2 separate regions of the Mus musculus genome follow, and region 1 is linked to region 2. The links are chromatin contacts, called in public HiCAR-type maps. All regions are on one chromosome and are shown on one strand. The core of a region is the stretch at or near the end of the contact, and the rest is flanking DNA. Distances in the headings are between cores, read along the strand shown.

Region 1 (6,446 bases), core at 1,028-3,527, 560 kb after region 2:
CAGGCTGGTGTTCTCTAGGTTTCTGTGTTTGCTGTGCCCTCGTTTGTTGACCCTTGCCCCTGCCTGCACCATCACTATCACTTCAGAGCATTCTCTCGGACATGATTTCCTACTGTAAAGCTGTCTAAGCTCCTCTCCCAGCACGGCCTACCCCTGCCCTGCTTTGCTCTTCTTAGTCATTGTTACCATCTAGCTGGATTTATTTCCACTTTTAAGCAGATCACTTTATTATCCCCATCTTCCTGCAGGGGACATTAACTCCATTAGATCAAGGACTTAGGTTACCCCTGGTTCTTAGAATTGCCCCACCATGAAAATCAGGCTGTGGGTCAGCTGTATGAACCCTGGCAACGCAACTCTTTATGGGGTGGGAGGGGCAGTATGAGCCAGGGTTTCTCTGTGTAACAGCTCTGGCTGTCCTCTATGTAGACCAGGCTAGCCTCTAAGTTTCAGAGATCTGCCTGCCTCTACCTCCCTCGTACTAGGATTAAAGGCTTGTGCTGACACATCTCATGCAGCTCTGGACAACACAACTCTTAAATCCTAATGAATTAAATCCTAGTGTATGAAATCCTAACACATTAAATCCTAATACAGCTAAGCAAATTGGGACTCGGTGGTGGTTAGCTTTGGTTGTCAGAAGGAGAAAGCCCCGGGAAGGGAGTGTCAGAGGAAGTGTCTAGGTTAGGTTGGCCTATGGACACGCCTACGGGGGATTTGTGACCTGCAAAGCTGCAATCCGACTAGCTGCCTCAAGTCCCTGTCACCATCACTTCTCCATGGTGACAGACTGGAGTCCTCTGTCTTTGTCTCCGCAATAGTAAAGGAACTTAGTTAGACTCTAACGCCCCAGTCTCTGGGACTGGGAAATCACATCCCCAGTCTCACAGTGCAAACCCTTGATCCTGCAGTCACTAGCTCAGTTTGCTTACAGGTTGTGCTGTGTATCCTTCGTTCCTCACCACGTAGCAGTTCTCTCCCACGTCTCTCTGGTATCCTGTGAGACACTAGCTTCTTGTAGGAGTCGGGGAATCTTTCTGCTTGGCAGAATGCTATGTGTGCAAGGTACACTCACTAGAACTGCTGTGAAAATACAACTAACCAACACACAGCTAATGTGGATAGACAATCACAGACGCACTCCTCCATCAAATCAACCTATGCTGAAACAGTAAGAATCCAGGACATTTAACTTTATTATCACTACAAGGCTTAAAGAACAAATGCATTTCTCATTAAACTCCCTTGAAACTAAAAGGACAGTGGCACAGGCTCTTGCATACTCCATAAGCATAAGTCTAAGAGAAACCAGTTCAGGCTACGAATTCTATCAATAAACAAAAATCTTAAGGAACACTACTACCTTTGCAAGGTAAAGGGATGCTGGCGTGAAGTCTTGGGCGTCTCCGGTCCCACTTAGTCTGCCAACTGTCTGGGCTTGGACAGGTTGACTTAAGACTCTGTGCCTCAGCTTCTTTATCTGCAAATCAGAGATGGTACTTGTCAGGGTTGTTGCAAAGATTTTAAAAAGGACCATTAGGCACAATATCTGACATGAAGATAGCCAGCTGTTACTGTAACATGAAAAATCACCACACCACTGATGGCACCTTGGGAAGCGCCTAAGTACTAATGCCACGTTCTGAAGAGTGGGCAGTGTTATTTACTCTTCAATAACACACACTTATTACATTCCGCAGCCAATTCTAGAGTCTGTGGAACGCTGTTAAAATAAATGTCTTCTCCCTAAGACGGTTGTTGGGAAATCCGGAGAGGAAGCAACTGCGTTTTAACGACGCGTGTCAAGTGTGAAAGTTCATGATCACCTGAGGCCTAAGCGCAAAGTGTGCAAATCTTTTCTCTCCGCGGATACCCTGGGCAGTGTGACAGTCCGGACAGATCACACGCACCTCCACAGCGCCCACGCACGCCCGGGCTTCGGTCTCCTCGTGAACCGCTAAGGTGTTGACAATTCCTAGCTATGCTTTGAATCCCTGCCTGGGAAGGACGCCGCCATCGGGCTGGGGCGTGGGCTGCCTGAGACCCGCGAATACCCGCGGGCATCATCCGCGCAAGCTCCCAGGCCTGACCCGGGCCCTCCTGCCAGCATCGCCCGCGCGGAAGCCGCTCGGACCCGCGCCGGGCTCCACGGCCCTCAGAGGAGCTGTCACCGGCTCCCGCCCAGCTGCTGCCCACGGCCCCGGCCCTGGTACCTGCGCCCGCGGCAGCAGTGATGGCAGCAGCTCCTCCTCTCCAGCGGCGACAGGCGGGGCGCGGACGACCACAGAGGTGGAGCTCGCGAGGGCAGAGCGGCCTCGCACCCCGCGGCGGCGCGCCCCCTGCAGGCGGGAGGCTCTCATGGCGGTTCGGCCTCTAGCCAGCATCGCGCACATTCACCCCTTTTAAAAAACATACATCCCATTCCCTCAACTAAGTAGAAATTTAAAAGGCAGAAACAAATATATTAAGTGCCACGCGCATTAATTTATTAGTTTAGGGCTGCAGGGGAGGTGTTTAAAATCTGAATCCACAAGTTAGCAAATAATGGCTGACAAGTCTACTCTAAGCTATAATCCTGCCGAGTTATTATTCAGAGTGAATGCTTACACCCACTTATAAGGGTTCCTTGACTTATCATGACATGTGAAAATGATGATACACCCATATATGGAACATTCTTTCACAGAGCTTCTCTCTCTCTCTCTATCTCTCTCTCTCTCTCTCAACTCCAGTCATATAGCCAAGGTGACTTCTTTTAAACACTGTTCTACAAATTCTAGTATCATCCAACCCACCAGATGACCCTGTAGGGTGTTGTCTGTTCAAGAATTACATCTAAGTCGTCCTCCCGCCCCCAGCCCCCGGCAATGTCAAATAGATGTATAGGAGTATTGCCTGGCTTAAGGAAACCTCATATTCCTTTCATTTAAGGATTATAAGAAGGCTGGAGAGATAGCTCAGTTGGTAAAGGACCTGCATTGCAAGCATAAGGTCCTGAAGTCACCCCAGAACCCACATAAAAAGCCAAGCATGCTGGCATGTGGTAATCCAAGTTCTGGCTAGTAGGAGATAGCTGGGTCTCAGTGGTCCCCCTGACCAGTCTGCCAGCCTGGGCTATTCATGGGCTTTAATGAGAGTCCTCTCAAAAAAAAATCAAGATGATTGGCTCTTAAGGTATGTCACCTGAGGCTGACCTCTGGTCTCCATGTGCAAGTGCATGTTAAGTGTTTGCACACTCATGTTTGTGAATGCATGGGCCTGTGCACATATACACACACAGGCCACACACCAGGGCAGGGTGAGCTCAGCCATCCCCAGGGCTGCCAATCATCTTTAGCTATTTAACATTTACTTGTGCAGTGACTGACTATAAATATTCTGTAAATTGGGGATACATTAATCAATTTGTCAGTGGCTAAGTCCATAATATCTTCATATATGCCCATGCACTGTGCCAAATCATTGGGTAATTTAAATGATAATTCTATTCTTACAATTTATTCTTCCCCGGTTGGTGTATCAAACAACTTGAGAGTTTATTGATTGTATTCTAATTTATCTTTTCTTCTTCACGAATTATGGCTTCTGATCAATGGGGAAAATGTAAGGACTGTGAAGGCAGCTTTTTTTCTTCCTCTGAGGAGATTAAGGAAATGGACTGTGAGTTGCCTGTGCTCTCTGAATCCTTGTCCCCATGTCTGCGGACTTGACACAGTGAAGACTGAACATCTTCATAGATGATACTTTTATATCCCAGCAATATCTTGATACTTAATGGGAGTGACCATAAATCAAAGATTATATTTAGTCATTTTACATGCCAGGAAGGCGCACAGTGTTATCACCCTGCTAAAATCCAAGTGCTACATTGCTTTTCGAGGCTCTTCAGAAACTCCCTACCTTACTCAGCTTCTAAAGCCACCTCTGTCCCCCTGCTGTGGCCATTCCTCCATTCGATGCCTTTTCTCTTCCCTGGATTTCGCCTCCATGCCAGAATCTTCTCAGACTTTCTCTCACATCTTATCACACTCCTGTGCTTTGTGGGAGACTCTTAGATGCTCTAGAATGATCTCCTCATCTCAGGACCCTCGTTTGGATGATCACTCTCGAAAAGTCCCCTTTCCCTGGAGTGACACTATCTACATGGCGTCTAGAGTCACCCAGGAGGTGCCCTGGGTGGGCCTGGAGAGCATTATCTTGGTTACATTAACTGAACTAGGAAGACCCATCCTTTTCGGGCAACACCATTCCCTGGCTGTGACCTTGGCCTGTGTCCACAGAGAAGGGAACTGAGCAGAAGCAGGCACCCGTTGCTGTCCACTTCCTGACTGTGGATGCACTCTGACCAGCTGTCTCAAGCGTTTATGGCCACAGCTTCTCTGAAGAGATGGACTGTGCCCTGAACTATGAGCCAAAACTAAGCTTTTCATTCCACAAGCTTTCTTTGTCACCTTTCTTTATCACAGAAACAGAGAAAGAAACTAAGACACTACGCAGAGCTGCATGTGTGTAGGTTCTGGAGACTGTGGGGAAGCGGACATTTAAAGGCTGCCATCTGTGTCTGATCTTAGACTTTAATCAGGAAAACGTCCCTCTGTGTATTCGTCACCACAGATACATTTGGTTGCAAGTTCCAACTGGGATAAGATAATGGAATAAAGGAGCCTTTTCCATTGAGGAAAAGACAGCAGTGATGTGTTTGGATAAATGTTTATTCTGAGACTCCATATTTATTCTTCGGAGTTAGAGGGCACCACGTGTATGGCTCCTGTGGTGATAGCGAAGGATCGATCTGTGTTACAGAGTCCCACGTTTACCCTTGAATTCTCAGCACCTCCACAAGAGGATGGGCACGTGGGCTGCATTGGGGATTATTTGCTTAGTGGGTCTCCACCGAGTGGCACAGTGGAATCACCCCAGGAACTTTAAAATCACCTGCGCCCAGTCAAGACCGATTCAAAGTTGTACAAGAGCGGAGTGTGGGCGGCTGTGTTTCTGCTGCTCCAGGAATCCGAATGTGTAACAGGGCTGGGTGGAGAAGGCCGAGTTAGATCCAAGCAAGGCGAGGACAGAAGATTGCTCAGAGCAGGAAATGAAAGTCTAGGTTGTGCTGATTAAGCCTTCCTACATGGTCTCAGAAAATGCAGAAGACTTTTAAAAATACAAATGGGGACCCTAGTCTGAAGAATACAATCCTCTAGTCAGAACCAGTTCTCTGTGCAGAAAGAGATGTGTTCAGAATGCTGAAGTGTTTTTTAAAAAACACTCAGGACTTGTAAAGAAAGAGGTCCCTCCTAATGCAGGGTTAACAGTGCATGCCTTTAATCCCAGCTCTCAGGAGGCAAAGGCTGAAGGGCCTCTGTGAGTTTGATGCCAGCCTGGTCTACAGAGTTGTATGACAGCCAAGGCTACATGAAGAGACCCTGCAGTCGTGTTCCAGGTCTTTTTTTGTTTGTTTCTTGTAGTACTATATATTGACCAGGAGAGGGCGATATGCTCCTGAAAAGCGTGGCTCCCACAAGTCTCAGGTCTGGTAACTAACAGTGAAATAGGTGCAAAGGTCCCTGGGTTCTCAGACAGAACCACAGACTGAGCTGACCGAACGCCATACTATAGCATGTATTCATTGGCACTAGGCTGGATCAATCTCCATCCCCTAACAGTCTGAAACACTTAAACCCATATAAATATATGTGCCAGGCAACATCAGTTTTCTTTTTCAAAACTGAGGAAAAATTCAAAGCCAAGAACTAACACAAGAACATTTTCTTCCAAGAACCAACACAACTAGAAAGTGTCGCAAGCCAAACTTTCAAAATAAGAGTTCTTTTCCTTGTTAATTACAAAATAAACATCTTGCAACTTGATTTTGTGTGTGTGTGTGTGTGTGTGTGTGTGTGTGTGTGTGTGTTTGTTTGTTTTAATTAAGAACGATGAAGCCGAAAGCCTGGAAAGGAGATGGTTGTTTTTCTTTGCCATGCCAGAAGCACCGAGAGCCACCCAAAGCCATCCCGGCTTTCACTCAGAGGAAATGAGCACTCCACAGAAACACAGATAGTGTCCAGCAGTAATTTCCTTCCCTCCCACAGTTGCTCAACAGCCAACACCCTGCAAACCCTGCTCAGGGGACTGTGCTGCCAGGCTGTGGGAGTGCAGAACTACTGTGCGTGTTGATCAGATAAAGGGTTTGTTCTGGGAGCTGCCTTATGCAACTGTACCAGCTGCTCAGGGATGGTTTAGAAAGGAGTGTTGGAGGATCAATAACCAACAACTGGCTGCCAAAAGTTCTTTTGCCACCAAACCTGCTGGCCTGAGTTTATTCCCCGATGCTTGTTAAGTCTGGGCACAGAAAAAGCTAAAGATTCCCACTGGTCCCCCAAAGCCTGGGGACGTCTGCTCAGTGAGCAGCTCAGAACATTCCAGTCCTCTAGGTTGTCAGAGGGCTC
Region 2 (6,168 bases), core at 2,075-4,574:
CAGTAAAACACTGTACTAACTGAAATAACTGACAAAGGGCCAGCAAGGCGACTAGATGGGTAAAAGCACTCACCGCCTTAATCTGCCAACCCAAGTTTGTTCCCTGGAACAAACCCATATAATGGGTGGAAAGAAAAGCAATTCCAAAGTTTTTCTGACATGTATCCCATGCATAGAAGGAGAAAAAGGGGAAGAAGAAAAGCAAATAATGTAGTTTAATTCATAAAAAGAACTACTTGTCAGTCTGGAAGAAAAGCATGGCGGCTCTTTCCTAGACAGTAGCAGTTTTATAAGAACTGTACAGTTAAGATAATTCACTAGTTAAACATTTCTTAGACACAACTAAAAAGTAACTGTAATTACCTTTGCATTCTGAAATCACTTGGCACTCTGAAAGATACCAGCCTTCCTCATCTCTTCGAAATCTTTCATGGAATCATAATTTCTGTAGAATTCTGCATACGCCTTCTTTCTTGGCTCAGCCACGCCAAACTAAAAGGTAGCATAGCCCGTTACAGAACTTTCTTTTCAGATTATTAGAAATGCATAAAAACAAAATAAACTAAGAAGATACTTGTACTCAGTCTTTACTGAGCCCTCTTATTTCCTAGACAAGGAGGGGGGACACCATGAAAGGAAGAGTCTTGTGGCAACTATACAGCAAAAAGCTCCCTACTACCCTAGAGACAGACAACCCTATTCTGGGGTAGGGTTGTAGTCCACATTTGTGTATGTGTTTGGTAGAAAGAGTGTTAAGTTGGGGCTGGAGAGATGGCTCAGTGGTTAAGAGCACTAACTCTTCTTCCAGAGGTCCTGAGTTCAATTCCCAGTAACCACATGGTGGCTCACAACCATCAGTAATGAGATCTGATGCCCTCTTCTGGTGTGTTTGAAGAGAACATAAGAAACCCTGCCGTCGTCGTCCCCCCCAAAAAGTTAAAGATAGTACAAAATAAACTAATAGCCTTCCTTCTAGCAAACCATAAATATTGCCAGTCGAAATGTTAACATGGTAACATATCCCGGCTCAACTTAAGCAGACTGTGAATTTTAAAGAAGTTTAAAGCAAATTTAAAAGATATAAGAAAATGCCAGAAAGTTATAGGGAATTTACACTTAAACAAGAACTGAGTCATTTTGCAAATTAGGGAATGGAATCCAAAATGATGGCTGATTACTTGAAAGGAAGGCCTTTATTAATAAAACTGCTAACACAAAGAAAAAGATCAGGAAGAGCTATGTTCATGTGGCTGTGTCTTACATACAGAATGGTCAGCACAGAGGGAAGGAATGGTATTTGAGAGACCAGGTGGAGTTAAAGCAATAGATCAAAGGTTAAGCAATAGCCACAGCTACGGCTGGCATTTGGTGATCCAAATCCACGTCTGGAATATAAAACACGGTTTAGCTCATCTTCCCAGGTTCACTCATCGTGCACAGAACACAGTACACCTGTGCGTACTAGTCCACAGGTGAGGGGCTACAGAAATGCACAGAATCCTGCTATCTAATGAAGCAACACAGAAGTAAATTTACTGTTCCTCCTCCTTTTCAAATCCCAATGTCATCCAATAAAAGAACCAAAGGGAGGTTCCTCAGTGCCACTCTCTAAAGTCTGTTGAAGCCCACACTATATATAATAGTTAAGTTAGCATCTACATGACAGGGCTAAATGATGTTCAGACAGCTAGAGTTTTATGAGGCTGGTTTTGGAAGAAACTTGGCCAACAGTGATCCACTTCAGAGTGTAAACAGGTCACCCAATGCATAAAAGGACCAAATAAAAAAAGGTTAACCCCAAGACACATTTTCAATCTTCTTGAGCTAGGTACACCCATCTTCTTTTCCCAACAGACACCAAACCTCCTAGACTTCCAACCCTGGGACTTGTACCAGGACACTGGGATAAGCAGTTAAAACTGCTAACACTTTCCCCTCAAGGCTTCTGTATTGGGTAGTATACCAACATTCCCTTGGTGCTCAGATCTCCAGACTTAGAGTAAATTATAACATCAGATTTCTTGGTTGTCAGCTTTACCTTGATACCTGGGAAGAGGGAACCTGTAATGACTGTGGCGCATTTTCATTTGAAGATAGGGTTTCTGTTACGTTGAAGCCTTTGGAAGGTAAATGAGGGAAATATCTTGAAGATAGAGTTTCTTTTTTAAACAGCTCTTAACTAGGTTTAAAAAATAATGTTTTAAACGAACAGCTTGTGACCTAAAGCACATACCTTATAGGCAGCGGCAACTCCCAGGGCCACAATGAATGCGCCAGCAATATGAACCCGCAGACGCTTGGCCAGAAGACCACGCATCTGTGGTTTGGGCAACAGCGCACCGGAACTCATGGTAGCCAATGTCCTTTGCGAGTAAAACAAGGAGGGGAAAAAAAAAAGGCTTGTAACAGGTTAAGTGATTGAATGAACTCTACATGCACAACGTAGTTTAGTATCTACAATCGCGGCCTAACCCCTCCTGCAAGGTCAATGACTTTGGCAACTTCATCTTTGCCCGCTCCTCTCCTACGCATTTCCACTACCCGCAACAAGGCGGTAACCAGCAACAAACCGATGAGCAAAAACCATGACAAAAGTGTCCCCCATCCACAGAAAGGCAGATGCGACCTAGCTGTTGCCTTTTCAGAATTCACCCTTAGGAAGAAAAGCCTTCGGGGAGAACTCAGGTCACTGAAGCTGTGGGACTAGAGCCCAGCAAGCGCCCCGAGGGCCGGTGGAGCAGGCGCGACAGATCGGGGACCCTCCAGCTTCCCAATTCTACTCCCACACCAGGCCGACCACCGGGGCCCCTCGGTGCCTGAGTCCCCTCCAAGGTCGCACCCCTTATCCAACTGGAGCACCAGCCCCCGCAGGTCAAACGACCCAATCAAGGTCAACCTGGCCGCGGCAAAATACAAGGGGAAACGGGCCCGGCCGGCCACCAGCGAGACCCTGAGGCTCCGCAGAGCTCCTCCGGAGCCCTAAGAGCGCACGCGGGGAGATGGCGGGGCCGCCCGAGTTCAGGCCGGTCAGGCCCGCAGCCTCCTGAGGACGCGGCGGGGGCAACGCGCCCACGAGGAAGGCAGGCCCGAGGCTCCACTGGGCTGTGACGTGCAAGACATCCTAGTTCGCCGCCCCCACGAGAAGCCGAGAAACCCGCAGTTGTCAAACCCCAGAATCTCCTCTCTCTCTCCACCATTCTCACCTCTACACCAACGTCCTTCCCGGTTCTCGGAGAAACGGAGAGCCTTCCAGCAGCACGCATGCGCAAGAGTCGATGGAGGACCCGGCGACGGTGGCCTAAGGAGTCCAAAAGTATTCAAGCGCGCATCCAGCCGGTCACAGCTGAAATTTATGCCAGTTACACTATGTCTTTTTTTTTTTTTTTTTTCCCTAAACAGGACCTTGAAAACGAGTCCTGACTACCTACAAAGGTTTCTTCAGTAAATTACAAATATTAATCTTGTCCGGTGTTGTGAACTTATTAAGGAATTCGTATATATTTCACATGTGGGGAAAAAATAATATACTCTATAAAGGCACTACATCATCTGAGAGCTTTTTTTTTCTAAATGCCCAACCTTGAGAAAAGGCATATCTTGGGGGACATGACATTTGTGTCAAAGGATTGCCCAAACCACATGAATAAGCATTTTCATTACAACTACCTCGGCACAATAAACGCTTGGTTTTTGGCAAAGAGCGAGAAAGGCCAATTTCAGAGTTTAACATGTAATTTTAGAACCGATGCTGTGGAACAAACTAGAGATGTGATCCCACTCCACTGCCAGACTCAATGATCTGCTTAACAAATCGTAATGGGTATTTGTGTCGGGTTCTTAATAAAAAATAACGTGTGAACGGGAACAACAGGGATGTTTTTGGAAAGCCGACTAAAGATGACTTTTCGTGCCTTGGGACGTTTATCTTACTTCAGTGACATCAACTAGATTCACAGGTGTTACTTAAGTCAGCTGAGTAAGCCTACTTTATATATATGCAGGGTTTGAGAGGGCTTAGGAACCCTGCTTGAGCAGTGACACATGCACCATCACACTATATGGAGAATAACTGAAGGTGTGAAACCACTGAACTGAACCCATGGTTACAAAGAAAGGTTCACGGGATCAGAGTACCAGGGCTACGGTTAATCCCACCCGGTGAGAATAGTGAAAACGGCTACTGTAAGTTTTGAACCAAATTTAAAACAAGCTTTATTAAGCATTGGCCAGTTCAGTGGACACTGTCAGGTGCATACCTAGGAATCCCAAAATACATCGCCACATTACAACTCAGTCAGAGGCTTATAAAGGCAACCCCCAAAGGGTCAGTACTTCCCACCTTCGTCCAATCAGGGGCACGCTTAGATCCCAATGTATTTCCTTATGAACCTCCAGCCTACCTCCACCTGTGTGTGATCAAGCTTATCCTGTAAAGTTGGGGCAAGTGAGGTTGTTTACAGAAGAGAAAACACCATAGTTCACTATCTTACATAAGTAACAGCCCCCAGCACTCCAGAGATTATCTGCCCTTGGGCAAGTGAGGCTTACAGGTTAGAGGCATGTTTGATTGATAGATCTCTTAAGCCCAGTAATTTAAACTTAGAATACAACTTTAGCCTTCAAGCAGATTTTATATGACAGTGAACAGTCTGAGCGTTCTTTGAACTGATACAATGTAGGGGAATTTTAATCCAGCAACAAGGAGACTGAGACGTATATGATCCAGCCAAATGTAGACACCCTAGATTACAGTATGATTTGGCTGGAAAAAAACAGACTCGCCCTTAGTGAACACCTTTAGTCCCTAACAATGAAGGTAAGGTTCTGCTGTGCCAGGAATCATTCATGAACCCCCAAAAGACCACCAAGGAGCTGATTCCGATGCAATTACATTAAGGTCCCTTTATTCAAGCTTGAGCTTGGGCTATACATACCACCTTCTCTGATGCAGGAGAATGGGAGGGGGCCCAAAGCCCAGTTTCAGGCAAGCATTTATAGAGGCAAAAGGGGGGGGGTTTATCTAGCTTGGTACACACCTGGCTAGGGGGCCATTATGGCCTTTAACATAATTGTTCAGAGCCAAACCACAAACGTAACTTCTGCTTTCCTCCGGATCAGTGGTTGTTAGGAAGTGAAGTGTCAGGGGCAGGAACCTGGAAACTGGTGTTAGTGGAAGATCTTGTTGTTGAGTGTAATCTGGAAACTGATGCTAGGTACTGGCCTGTTAGTTAATTTGAGTTCAACCTTAGCTTAGGTTCTCTAAGATGGAGTCTGAACCCAAAAGATCTAGTCTCAGATCATTTGTAGAAGGAAGCAGCCATGTTTGAAAGTGAAGTCTAATTGAAGGGCAGACAAAGTGCCAACTCAGAGAAAGATTTGACAGAATGAGTCAAAGACTGGAGAGCAGCTCAGGAAAAAGAGGCTACTTAAGAGCTGCTGTAGCCACCAGTGGCTACTGAGAACTGGGTTCCTGAAAGAAAGGTGGGGCTGTATGGGATGGAAGGCAAAAGAATAATGAGACCAAGGCAAGTTTCTGATCAAGGCCCAATGTTTGCTTTTGAGTCTGAACTTTAAAAGGGAGGAAACCCATCCCCCACCGTGCTAGGATCTTGATGCTTTGTCAAGGATCTGGCTAGGACCACAAGCTCAGGCTGCTCAGCAGGTAGCTTCTTGCAGGAAGCTGCAGATGTGGCATACAATAGACTTTACCTAGGTTGGAAGACTCCACCCTAGGTAGGCTAGCTGGCTGTGGCAAAAAGAAGGTCTGAATCAACCAGCTCAAGATTAGCGGGAGGGCACAAGCCACCAGAGAGTGAAGAAGGGTGCGTGTTTTACAGAAACAGGGTGAAGAAAACAAACTAGTCACAGGTGAAAGCAGAACAAGCCAGGGAATAAGAAGGAGCCGAAGATTAGAACATATTTCCAAAGTTAGTTTGAGGCCAAGATGAGCAATTCAGGCAGAAGCCAGATTGAATCAGTCAGATTGGAGGACTAGATAGAACCGAGACTACAAGCTTTCAGACATAGGCCTAGGGATAGTTTGAAGAAAGAAAGAAACTCTGGGCTCAGCCCAAGCCGTGTATTAGCACAGCTTGGGTAAGCTCTCCTCTCATTCCTTTATCAGAAGAAATAAAAGAGACATTTACAATACAGGCTGTTCAAATTGGA

The links. HiCAR-type assays count read pairs that join an accessible place to other places.
Region 1: a contact with region 2 is called in a HiCAR-type map of astrocytes, with 2.7 times the contacts expected there. The contact joins the promoter of Ankrd46 here to the promoter of Cox6c in region 2. A contact is called at or near these places in 4 of 39 promoter capture datasets (the 3T3-L1 cell line, hippocampal neurons, liver and 1 more), 1 of 484 Hi-C or Micro-C datasets (granulocyte-monocyte progenitors), 1 of 115 datasets of contacts at active chromatin or transcription factors (astrocytes) and 1 of 9 other capture datasets (adipose tissue).

What each region holds. Positions count from the first base shown.
Region 1 is chr15:36,494,514-36,500,959 of GRCm38.p6, forward strand. It overlaps Ankrd46 (ankyrin repeat domain 46), which reads right to left and starts at 2,278. Exons shown (of 5, transcript NM_175134.4): 1 at 2,214-2,278; 2 at 1,364-1,480.
Region 2 is chr15:35,934,922-35,941,089 of GRCm38.p6, forward strand. Cox6c (cytochrome c oxidase subunit 6C) reads right to left here and starts at 3,325. Exons shown (of 4, transcript NM_053071.2): 1 at 3,204-3,325; 2 at 2,234-2,363; 3 at 364-492. The coding sequence starts at 2,350. The coding sequence ends at 379.